Regions from separate parts of the Mus musculus genome. Here region 1 is linked to region 2. A link is a contact called in public promoter capture Hi-C data. All regions are on one chromosome and are shown on one strand. Each heading gives the region's core, a stretch centred on a gene start, on an enhancer-like site or on the middle of the called end of the contact. The rest is flanking DNA. Distances are from core to core; before and after follow the strand shown. Region 1 holds the start of Ercc5 (excision repair cross-complementing rodent repair deficiency, complementation group 5). Region 2 has its middle 36 kb from the start of Tpp2.

Region 1 (6,252 bases), core at 2,285-4,784, 250 kb before region 2:
GTTTTAAGCCAATATCTTAGGATTTCTACTTGCTATGATAAAACACCATAACCAAAAGCAAACTGGGGAGTTTATTTGGCTTACACATCCACATCACAGTCCATCACTGAGGAAAATCAAGGCAGCGACTCCAAGAGAGCAGGAACTTGGGTACAGGAGCTGCTTAGCTGCTTGCTCCTCATGGCTTACTCAGCTTGCCTGCTTATAGAACCCAGGACACAAGCCCAGGGGTGGCACCATCCACAATTGGCTGGGCCCTCTCCCATTAATGGCTAATTAGGAAAAGCCCTATAGTCTTGCTTGGTCTTCCAAAGGAATTTTCTCAATTGACTCTTGATGACTCTCATGCCATGCCAAGTTGACAATATGTGTGTGTGTGTGTGTGTGTGTGTGTGTGTGTGTGTGTGTGTGTGTATCTCCATCCCTATATGTTAAAGAGCTCCCATGTAAAAGTAAATCCAAGACCCTACGGAGATACATTAAACATTGTATTTGTGAGCAAGACAAATGCACCCCTATGTCTGAGATGCACATATCCTAAAAGAATTGACACATTAAGTGCCAAGAAATAATAGGTCAGGAGAGTAGTTATGAGTTTAGCACTCTAGTTACAGAAGGGAGACGAGACGCAGCAAATACAAACGCCTAGGGCAGAGCCACGTCTACACAGTTCCCTGTGGTGGGCGCAGGGGTGGGGCACTTGGGTATGGAAGCTGATATACAATATACACATCTGAGCAGTTTCCAGAATGACTTCGGGCCTTAGGAGACATGTAAAAATCAACTGCAAGGAGAGTAGTTTTAAGAATGTTACAGCAGTAGGGGAGGGTATAGGGAACTTTCAGGATAGCATTTGAAATGTATATAAAGAAAATATCTAATACAAGAAAGAAGAAGTATGAAAATCCATATAACAAAAAAAAAAAAAAAAGAATGTTCCAGCAGCCCACATGAAAGGAGATGATAGTGATGGTAGGTCTCAGACATGAGTGATCAGGTCCAGGATCCAGCTTAGAGCAAGCCTTCTGCAGTCTCAGTTCTACTCTGGACAGCTACTCATACTTGGTCCATTTCTGCTTGCTACACTGCCATCAAAAGTGTCTATACAATCAATCACTTTTGACTTTAGAATTGAGAAAACTCAATTTCAGAGTTAAGATACCTCTTAACTCATATATATGAGTCTAGGGCCTACAGCTTCTGAGAAAAGATTAAACCCCATGTTCCTAAAACACTAAATCACACTGAAATAATTCCTTTTCACATTTAAATTAACCACAGCTTACCACTTCTCATGGAAGGCCGAGAGTTCCAACATGAAACTCTTAGTTAAAAAAAAACAAAAAACAAAAAACAAAAAAAAAAACAGATAAAATCAGATAGGCTGAAAGAATTTACACAGTTTGATTAGTCAAGCTTCAACACAAATGTGGCAAAACTAAACTCCTCAAGGGTTAGAAGAATTAAAGAATGAAGCAAAGGCAAAGTCAAAACTTGCTTTAGAATTTAAACTCAAAGAACCAATAACATCTGAAAATAAATGGGAATTTTCCTTAGTCCTGGAATTAGGTGACTGGAGACTAAGTTAATCCATGTTGTTCATGTGTCCAGTGAGGGTACTATCTGCTTAATACTGCCAATGCACTAACAGATGTTAAGGTCAATAATGAGGAAAAACTAATCTGTTATTTCCTAACATTTTTTTGACACAGACATAAACTGTTTAAATAATACACTCAGCTATTCACATGGTCTAAAACCCAAACAGTTTATTTGGAAAAGTATGTAAATTACAAACCTGAGATAATTGTGGATGATTTATTTATTAGCAAACCGAATAAATTTCTAACACCTAAATTTCAGATATCAGAATTCTCATGATGAAACACAGAAAATTAAATTACAGAAGTAACCAGATTACATGTGAGTGTAGGCAAAATCCCTCACGATTTTCTTTAAACGATCCATTATTTCAGAAGAGCTTAATAACCTCATAAACATAACTTCACACCCCAAATGGAACACAGCCATTTATGAATAATCTACATGGATTACTTTTCATTTGACAACCCTGAATGCTAGGATGCTTAACTTCCTAATTGTTTATAAGGGCTGGAAGAGAAAATAACGTAACTCCTTGATGGTGTTGTCAGCAATACTTTCTCACAAAGATGTGAATGGAACTCTGGTTTATCATACATACTAAGAAAGTGCTCTACCACTACTAAAACCCTTTGATGAGAATTTAAGAACCCCCTCACTAAAAATTGTTCTTCCATCATAAATAATGAAGAAATCCTTAAACAGCAGTGACGCCGAGAAACCACTAGGGTTTATGGTACCCTGTGCAAAGACTTGTAAGACAAATTTTTAATTTTTGTCATTGATGTATTTGGCATAAAATGTGATTTTTCAAAACTGCAAGTTCTCCATTAATTATAAGCTGGGCACATCGTGAAGAACTGACATAGTTTACAGAATGGCATGGCATGCCACCACCTACGGACACACGTCCAGGCATGTACGCACATTCAGCAACTATTTACAGGAATTTCTAGTTTTCATTAAGAAAACTATGTAAAAGTACCTTCTAAGATAAAAGAGGCACTGTGAAACGGGCCGTGGAACAGATAAACGTAAACAAAACTTCAAAATTGGTATCACATTTTCAAAGTGGGAGAAAAACAAAACTCCAATGACACAAAACTAAAATGCACACACCCATCACAGAAGCTGGAGGAAACTAATTCACTATACACCGTATGAACTTTTTTTATTCCAACAAACAAGAGGTAACTATTCAAAAAGGAGGGTGGGAGGGTTCGGAACTCTTCTTTTTTTTCCCCCCCTCTACTCTGACAGAATGACTTCTCAGATGTACAGTACTACGGAGCCTGACGCTATACCAAATTTTATCATTTAAATCTCCTTATTCTCCGCGACAACTCTGTAGCCACTCTGCTGTGAGAACTAAAGCATAGGGGGCACAAAATGGGCCGGCCTAAGGAGCGCAGGCCTGCACTCTAGATAGACAGACACCCAATCGACCCCCAGCACCAAGTCCCGGACGAAGCCCAGTCGCCGAGCAGGCGCTCATCCGGCGCTCCGGAGCCGCCTTGAAGGATACCCACGGCCAGCACCTTGCCCTCCAGCGCCTCCGGGCTGACCCGGTGGCCCGAGCACTCCAGCAGCTTCCACAGCCCCTGCACTCCCATGGCGCAGGCGCTCTCTCTCGGCCGGGCTCGCGGGGCCTTTGTTTCCCGTTAGGATAAAGGACGCGCCCCGCACCAGCACGCAGCGCCACCAACTCACGCAGAGCCCACCGCTCTCCGCCTGGAACCCGCTGTCACCAGGGCTTGAAGGAGGAACACGGCGCTGACGCACTTCCGGAGCGGACCCGGTCTCCCGAAAGAACAGCGGAATTTAAATGTGGTGGGAGGAGCAGAAAGGTTTCAGCCCCAGTACTGGCACGCCTAAAAGTACTGAGAAGCAGCACCGGTGACGCCAGCGCCGAGCCTTCCTCCGGTCGCGAGTGATTTCTCCCGCTGACCAAACGATGAAACCTCTTGGCTTCCAAGTGAACGCGAGGGTTGGGATTCCCGCGTTGACACTTGACACGTAAATCCCACGCCCGAGCACTCCCGAAGTCAGTGTGTGTGGCGATTCGGTTTTGAATCTGTGCCTCTGTTCGGCTGACTGTTAGGCGCAAAAAGTGTTTGCACATATTGGCTTTCTTAATGGAGTGAGGTCTCCTTTGTGCATTTTCAGTATCAGTCTCCCCATTGCCTCCCCAGCTTTGCCGATTTGGCGCCAAGTATTGGGTTCGACAAGAAAAGAACGGAAAGATGAGCATCTTGACTTTGGTGAAGGCAAATATTTTCACAACGTGCAGTAACTGGATGGCAGTACAACGCAGTGCTTAACTTTGAATTTCCTCCAGCATCTGAAACTTTGAGTTCCACAATTGGGAAAAATGACTTGGGGCAGAGTAGAGCCAGGAAAAGACACGATATGCACATTCTAAATCGAATGCAGCCCTTTGAGGCCTTACTATAGAGTTAGCTCTGTGGAGATTACGTTTCTTCAGAATTTCTTCTCCGTCATCTGTAAGCAGTACAAAAGAACAATCTTTTACCGAGCAGAGTGAATATGGGCAAAGCACTTAGCATACAATGGCTCAATTTTGATGGACGGTATTGTAATTATTCAAACCCAGTAAAAAGATTGATAAGAAACAATAGATAGCCCGACATGGTGGCACAAATATCTGGGAGATGGGCAGGAATATCACAAGCTCAAGACTCACATGGCCTTGTCTAAGAAAAAAAAAAAAAAGGAAGGGATAGAAGTAGATAATTTCTGGGGAAAAAAATTCATTTACAGCTGAAGTCTATCAGAAGTCAAATTTTAGCAAAAACGTATCTATGTCCAAACAGGTGGTTTACAGTTTAGCATTCCCTCAATGTGTAAAATTACGGACTTTTGCATTTTAGTAAAGTCGTATTTTACTGAAGGCAATTTAATTGCCTGTTTAATTTTTATCACTTCCAGCAGTAGACTGTAAACATGTTGAAACTGGTATCAATCTTGATGAGTGTTACACCCCTTCCTTAGTAGTGCATAGCGGGAGTTCGTCAATGTTGCTTAAGTGACCTCTCAAGTCTCAGGTCTGATGCTCCCCAGGACATTTTGCATCCTGTGGAAAATATTTGGAGTAGAGGTCATGCAGATGATAGTTCAGATCTTGGCTGGACCGCGGAATTACTATGTATTCAGGTCAGTATCCATGTAGAATTCAAAATTCACGTGTTGAATATAAGTACTGCACAATGTGCCTGTATTCAAAGTGATTTTTAGAAAATGATTGTCAAAACAATAAGGCCATTAGGCACCTAAGGGCACATGAACCAGAACTTAACAAAACCATTTCTGTGTCTGACAGAGTCATGGTCAGTAATAGATCACAAACATGAAGATACGTCTAAGTCCATGGATGTGATTTCTACCTCACCATTGATATACAGAGAGACTATCAGGGTGGCCTCTAATCCAGTATAACGGTTATACTAATAAGAAGGAGTGGGAACATCATAAAGTATGCCCACAAATACAGGAAAGGCCATGGGAGGACAAAAAGGGTGACCAGCTTCAAGTCCAAAAGATAAGAAACCAAATGTGCCAGACCTTGTCTTGGTCTATGTAACTGTGAGGGAAAAAAAAAACGAAACAAAAACAAACTTGTTTTTAAGCAACCTGAGTACTTTATTATGAAAGCTCTAGCAAACTAAGAATCTCTATAAACGTAGGCAAGATGCTCCACCAATGCAAACCTCAGTTTTAGCTGGCACACGTCACTACCACCAACAGCTGGGGTGCTGTTCTGATTTTCCTATGAAAGCACCTAGAAAGTGATGGCATAGAGATCAGGGCTTTTGTTTTGTCTTTATTTTTTTTTTTAAGTGAAAGATTGGCAGGGTAGAAATGCTAAGAGTGAAACTGAGTTAAATAATGCCATAGGTTCTGGAGTGGTTGCCTAGGCTCACTCCATGGCTGTAACAAAGCAACTTGAGAAACACTTCAGTTGCTATACCTGCTTTCTATGATGGGATATACCCCTGTAACTGTAGTAGTGCATAAAGGATTAACAGGTTCTATAAATGTGGTGGTTTCAAAATACTTGGCCCATGGGAAGTGGTACTCTTAGGAGGTGTGCCCTTGTCAGAGGAAGTTCATCACCAGGGGTGAGCTTTGAGGTCCTATTCTCAAGCTCCTCCTCGTGTGGAAAAGAACCTTCTTCCTGGATGCCTGTGGAAGACTGTCCTCTCCTGGCTGCCTTCCGATCAGGATGTAGGACTCTCAGCTCCTTCTCCAGTGCCATGCCTGCCTGCAGGTTGCCATGCTGATAACAGACTAATCAATTAAGAACACATTTTCAAAATAATAATTATAGCAAGCATTTAAATAGCTTTTCAACTACTATTATAAATACCATGCTCATTAGCGTAACCGTTCTTCCACATCACTACCAAAGAGGACATAATCTCACAGGTGAGACAACTTGTAACTTCTGAGCCAATCAGTATCCTTCCTTAGAAGATCTATGACAATTTCTAAGACAGGTTGACTAACAAATCAAATAGGAATATTACTAGTTTTCAAAAGGGACTTTGCAGGACCTCTTACCTACATACCCTGAAAAAAAAAAAAAAAAAAAAAAAAAAAACTCCCACTGAATTCAAACATTCTGTGCTC
Region 2 (5,877 bases), core at 490-2,989:
GGTACCATTTTGCAGGTATAAAGAAGTATTTATCACTTGAGATTTCAATCAGTGAGAAGATACTAGAATATGTTTCCTGAGGTAAACACAAGCCTTAAAGAATGGTGTACAGCGTACAGAAGGACAGCAGCCTTATCCTCAGCATCTGGACTCGTAAGTTAACAGGCTGGTAGAGCCACAGACACATTTAAATGGAAAAATAAAGAAGCACTGCTTAGTAAGATACTGAGAGTGAAGACTAGCAGTTCCCAGGGAGACACAAGAGGACACAGACACCAAGGGGAGGATGCTCTAAAGTGCTTGCGAAGGCTGGAAGACCGACTCTGAAATGCCTCCAGGGAGTTCCAACAAGGCGAAGAGGTGACACCGGTTAGTGACTCAGATGGAAAAGGACACAGCTTTTTAAAATAACAGTTGTTCAAATATTTTATCCCTCTTTTTTTTGGGGGGGGGGGGCAAGGTTCATTATAAAAACTTTTCAGCCGCTGAAATGACTGATTTGCGACTCCTGTTGATGTTCTAAGATCTTAACTGTGCAAATAGTTTTCAAAATGTCGAAGGACAAAGCACACGCCTGCATCAGGAATTTAAACAAATGCAGAGGTCTGTACTGGATCACGAAGCCAGGGTTCAGAATGCTTTTTATCCTGAGTTATGCTCTGTTGTTTCCTAATTCTCTGCTGATGGATTACAGAAATCAGAAAATTTCTGGGACCCTGAGGCTTCACTTCTTCATTTCATTACTATTACATAAATAAATAAATAAATAAATAAATACTATGCAGCCACCCTGAACGTTAGTAACTAAGATGTCAGGAATAAAGTCTCAAGATCTAAGAATCAGCAAGGGACCTGAGGGATCAGAATGGGACACTAAAGCGCCCTGCTGTAACTGTTCACCTGTCCCTGTTGTTGAATGAGGCGCAGACTGGGCCCCACACTCAGGCTGACAGCACCACACACAATCCCTCATCCTCATGATTCCCAGTTTCTGTTCCAAGAACAGTTGGATAATCAGGTACGTTCTGCACGAGGTGGTGGAGTTCAATCAGAAGCTAATTCAAGCCATAAAGCCATATACCAGATCTCTTTATCTTTTTATATAGATCTGAGTTCACTAAGAACAACATTTTAAATCTCAGAGCAGCTGCGTACAGCACAGCCATGCAAAGTGAGACCACTATGGAGAAAGGAAAAACCCAGAGGACTGCAAGGGTTTAGACAGGAAGACAAGAGCTCGTCTTCTTAGGCACGAGGAGAGATGTTATCCGGCAACCATTATGGGATAGGTATTTAAAAGTCATCCTTCAAGTCGGGGGTAACACAGATGGCTGCAGCTCAAAATAAGAATACCACAGTTCAGAGGGATCACAGGAGTCGAGTAACGAGCCTTCTCCCCTAAGGCTGCCATGAGTCCAGCTCCATCAACTCCATCAGCTCCTGTGGACCAGGCACGAGGAAGGCTTCTCTATGCAACATGAGTTTTCATACTTGTAGTTTTAAAATACTATTCAGAAATTTGGAGTCCAAGCAGAAACTGTAGGGATTCTGTCTCACACAGACCCAAGACGTCCCGCTGTGCCCCAAATGGATCCTACTTATTTCAAGTCAACTGCGCCCAGGGCAATGCCAGGAATTCAAGAAGAAAGGCAGTCGCAGATGCGGGATGTAACAAAGAGTGGAGTGAGAGGAGAAGCAGATTTACATGAGAAAGAAATCGGCTTGTGGAAGAGGACCCCCCTGCCTCTCCCACCACCCGTAGTGAGGACTGATGCAGGGACGAGTCTCATGCAGGGCCCCTCCTACTGCCCAACATGCCTGAGCTCAGGAAAGGCCCGAGCTGGCCTTTCCGTCTGTACGGGGTGACTGAGCGCACACTCCCGAGTAACCTACAATGCACCCTCTAAGAGCTTCTGTTCTGGTGTCGGGCCCCTCATTCCCAGGGACACAGCATTCCTTGCTGCTTGATACTAGCAACTATTTCTAGGGCACAGCAAAGACCTGGGATGAGCCTCAGGTTCTCCAGCTCCTGTGGCTGGCACTGCCTCTCTCTCTTAGCACTGGTTTGTCTCCCCCTGGTGGCTCAAGGGGAGTCTGTTTGCACTTGAGCTCCTTTGCAGTTTCCTCTGCCTCTATTTGATGCTTTTTAGGAGGGCTGTCTGAGCCTTCACAACGCTTTGAAGGCATCTTCACTGCCAGGTGCTACGCACTTGTCCGGGTGAAGCAGCACAGCCAACTTCCGGTAGACCTTATTAACTTCCTCCCTTGAGGCCCCAGGTCTGACTCCCAGCATCTCCCAGCTGACCTTAACTATTTCAGGTTCTGCGAATGGTGTCTGCTTGTTCTTTGGTGAAACTAGCACTGCTATTTGCCGTAGGATGCTTCCCGCCATTTTCACACAAGTCAACTATGGACATGTAAAAGGTCTGGAACATCTCTTTGATTCCCTCGCCAGTTTGTGCTGATGTTTCAAAGTACCTTTGCTTTCAGTCCAGAGACGCCCCTCACTTTCATCGATGCAGCAGTGTTTGGAGCAGTCAGTCGATCATGTTGGCACATACAACAAAGACAATGTTGTCCACGTTCCCGTGCGGCCCAAGCTCCTGCTTCTTTTCTGTCAGCCATGAATCAAGGGCATCAAATGCGTCTTTCTGCCCAACGTCATAGACCAGTATCACACCTTGTGTGTCCTTGTAACATTCATTTCGGACCTCAAAAAAGAAGGGGTATCCAGCCATGTCAAAGATGTTAACTTTGATTTCTCTGTCTCTGACTTGGACCTTTGGGACTCCATAGTCAATCCCAATGGTTGACAGGTACTTAGACACAAATCTCTTCTCACAGTAGCGCTTTATAATGCAGCTTTTCCCCACTTCTGCGTTGCCCATGGAGATGACTTTGATGAGGAGGGACTTGGCGGGCTCCTTCCGCTTGGCATCTTGGACTCCATCGCCCTCCTCTGCGGGGGGCCACAGGTTGTGGTGTCCTTATGCACCTCAGGCTCCTCGCCCAATGACGGAGCCGCTGCGCTGGTCACCACCCTGGCTTTCCGCACTAATCCCCAATGCTGCCTGGCTTCGACAGTCGCGGGCTGTTGGGAAGCGGTGAGCCGCGGAGGGCCTGTTGATGTTTTCTATGGATGGATGGATGACACGCTATCGGGGTTTCCTATGAATGACTGACAGGTTGTGGGCCTTTCCTGTGGATGATCAACAGACTGTGACTGTGTTCTATGGATGATTGACAGGCTGTGTGCATTTACTATAGATAACTGTCAGGATTTGGCCTTTTCCTGTGGATGACTAACAGGCTGTGAGAATTTACTTTTGACGACAGACAGGCTTTGGCTTTGTCCTGTTCATGTCTGACAGGCTGTGGCCTTGTTTTGAGGATGATTGCAGGGCGGTGGGCATTGTCTGTGGATGACTGACAGGCTGTGTTCCTTTACTAAGGATGATAGTCTGACTGACAGCCGGTGGGTGTATTGTGTGGATAATTGAAAGGCTGTTTACTTTTACTATGAATGATAGAAAGGTTGTGGGCATGTCCTCTGGACGAATGACAGGCTGTGGGCCTTTCCTACAGATGACTGGGAGGTTTTTGGAGTTTACTTTCGGTGTCAGAGAGACTTGGGTCTTGTTTGGTGCATGACTGACAGGCTGTGGTCTTGTCCTTTGGGTGACTGACAGGCTTTGGACATTGTCTGTAGATGACTGGCAGGGTGTGTTCTTTTACTATGGATGATGGACAGGCTGTTGTCGTGTCTTGGGGTTGATTGACAAGCTGTGGGCATTTCATATGGATGATTGACAGGCTGATGAGATTTCCTATGAATGAGGGATATGTAGTATGCATTTCCTGTGGATGATTGACAGGCTGTGGTCACTTTCTGTGAAAGACTGACAGGCTGTGGGTGTTTCCTGTGGGTGAATGACAGGATGTAGGCATGTCATATAGATGATTGACAGGTTGTGGGGATTTCCTATAAATAACTGACAGGCTGTGGGCTTTAACTATGGATGCCTGACGGGTTTTGGCTTTGTCCTGTGGATGACTGACAGACTGTGACCTTATCCTGTGGATGACTGACATGATGTGGACTTCTCCTGTGGATAACTGACAGGCTGCGGCCTTGTCCTGTGGTTGATTAGAATGTTTGGACAAGTCCTGTGCCCATGATTGACAGACTGAAGGTGCTTCCTGTGGATGATTTAATGGCTGTGGACGTGTTCTGTCGATGACTAACAGGCTGCGATCCTTTACTATGGATGATTTACAGGCCGTGTTCCTACACTCTGGATGATTGATAGGTTTTGGATGTTTACTATTAATGGTTGACAGGTTGTGGGTGTGTTATATGCACAAATGACAGTCTGTGGGGATTTCCGATGGGTGGTTGACAGGCTCTTGGCATTTAGTATGGATGACCAACAGGATTTTTCCTTGTCCTGTGTGTGGCTGACAGGATGAGCCTTCTTTTCTGGATGATTACAAGGTCTTGACCTGCTGATGATTGACAGGCTGTAGGCATTTCCTATGGATGATTGACAGTCTGAGGGCACTTAGTATGTATGACTGACAGGCTTTGGCTTTGTACAGTGGTTGACTGACAGGGTGTGGATGTTTCCTATGGATGATTGACAGACTGGGTGTTCCACACAGCTGATTGTCAGGCTGTGGGCATGTCCTGTGTATATGACTGTAGGCCATGTGTGTGTGTCCTAAGAATGACTAACAGGCTTTGGGCTTATCTTACGGATTATTTAGTTGTTGTGGGCATTTCCTTTGGATAATTGACAGGCAGTAGACATGTCATATGCATGCCTGACAGGCTTTGAGCATTTTATACAGATTATTGACAGGCTGCAGGCATAGTCCATGGATGATTGCCAGGCTGTTGGTGTTCCTTTTGAATGATTTACCAGATGTAGGTGTTTCCTACAGAAGATTGACACACTGAGGGCTTGTGTAGTGGATAACTGGTAGGCTGTGACGGTTTCCTATGCATTATTGACAGGCTTTGGGAGTTTCCTATGTATAAATAATGAATTATAGGCATTTGTGTGAATGATTGACTGGCTGTGGGCATGACCTATGGGTGATTGACAAACTATGGGTATTTCCTGTGGATGACTGACAGGCTGTGAGCATTTTCTTTGGATGATTGCCAGTCTGTGGATGTTTCCCATGGATGATTGACATGTTGTAGACATTTCCTGTGGATGACTAATAGTCATTGGACTTGTCCTGTGGATGACTGACAGGCTGTGGCCTTGTCCTCTGAATTATTGACAGGAGTTGGGCTAGTACTATGATTGATTGACAGGCTGTGGGTGTATCCTATGGATGACTGACAGGCAGCAGGTGTTTACTATGAATGATTGACAGGCTGTGGTTGTGTCTTGTGGATAAATGCCAGGCTCTGGGGATTTCCTATGGCTGACTGACAGGCTAAGGGTGTTTATTATGAATGACTGATGGCTTTGTCCTTTTCCTGTGGATAATTGAAACGCTGTGGCTTTCTGCTGTAGATGATTGCAAGCTATGGGTGTTTTCTATGGATGATTGACATGCTATGGATTGTTTACTATGAATGATTGACAGATTGAGCACCTTTCCTGTGGATGATCAACAGACTGCAGCCATGTCCTATGGATGATTGACAGGCTGTGTGCATTTACTATGGACGACTGTCAAGATTTGACCTTTTCCTGTGGATGAATGACAGACAGGCTGTTGCCTTCCACTGTGGATGACTGTGAAGATGAGGCCTTGTTCTGTAGTTGACTGACAGGCTGTGGGTGAGTGGTATAGTTGGCTGTCTTCAGGTAGATCTATGCTGGGTCCAGCATGGCTGTGTAAAAGGAGGACTAACAC

The links. Promoter capture Hi-C pulls out the DNA fragments that hold promoters and counts their contacts.
Region 1: a promoter capture Hi-C map of embryonic stem cells shows a contact between it and region 2, with 20 read pairs. The contact joins the promoter of Ercc5 here to the enhancer-like site in region 2. A contact is called at or near these places in 8 of 39 promoter capture datasets (the 3T3-L1 cell line, 3T3-L1-derived adipocytes, the C10 cell line and 4 more), 10 of 484 Hi-C or Micro-C datasets (the Ba/F3 cell line, CD4 T cells, DN3 thymocytes and 6 more) and 3 of 9 other capture datasets (adipose tissue, liver and macrophages).

Annotation. Positions count from the first base shown.
Region 1 is chr1:44,145,026-44,151,277 of GRCm38.p6, reverse strand. Ercc5 (excision repair cross-complementing rodent repair deficiency, complementation group 5) reads right to left here and starts at 3,534. Exons shown (of 15, transcript NM_011729.2): 1 at 3,128-3,534. The coding sequence starts at 3,215.
Region 2 is chr1:43,895,368-43,901,244 of GRCm38.p6, reverse strand. It overlaps the pseudogene Gm8241. Among named protein-coding and RNA genes, the nearest start is that of Tpp2, 36 kb to the left of the region's middle. Within about 2 kb of position 1,739, at least 35 of the 459 cell types and tissues checked have an H3K27ac peak or open chromatin away from gene starts, as enhancers often do. A contact at or near this core is called in embryonic stem cells and regulatory T cells, where this site is marked.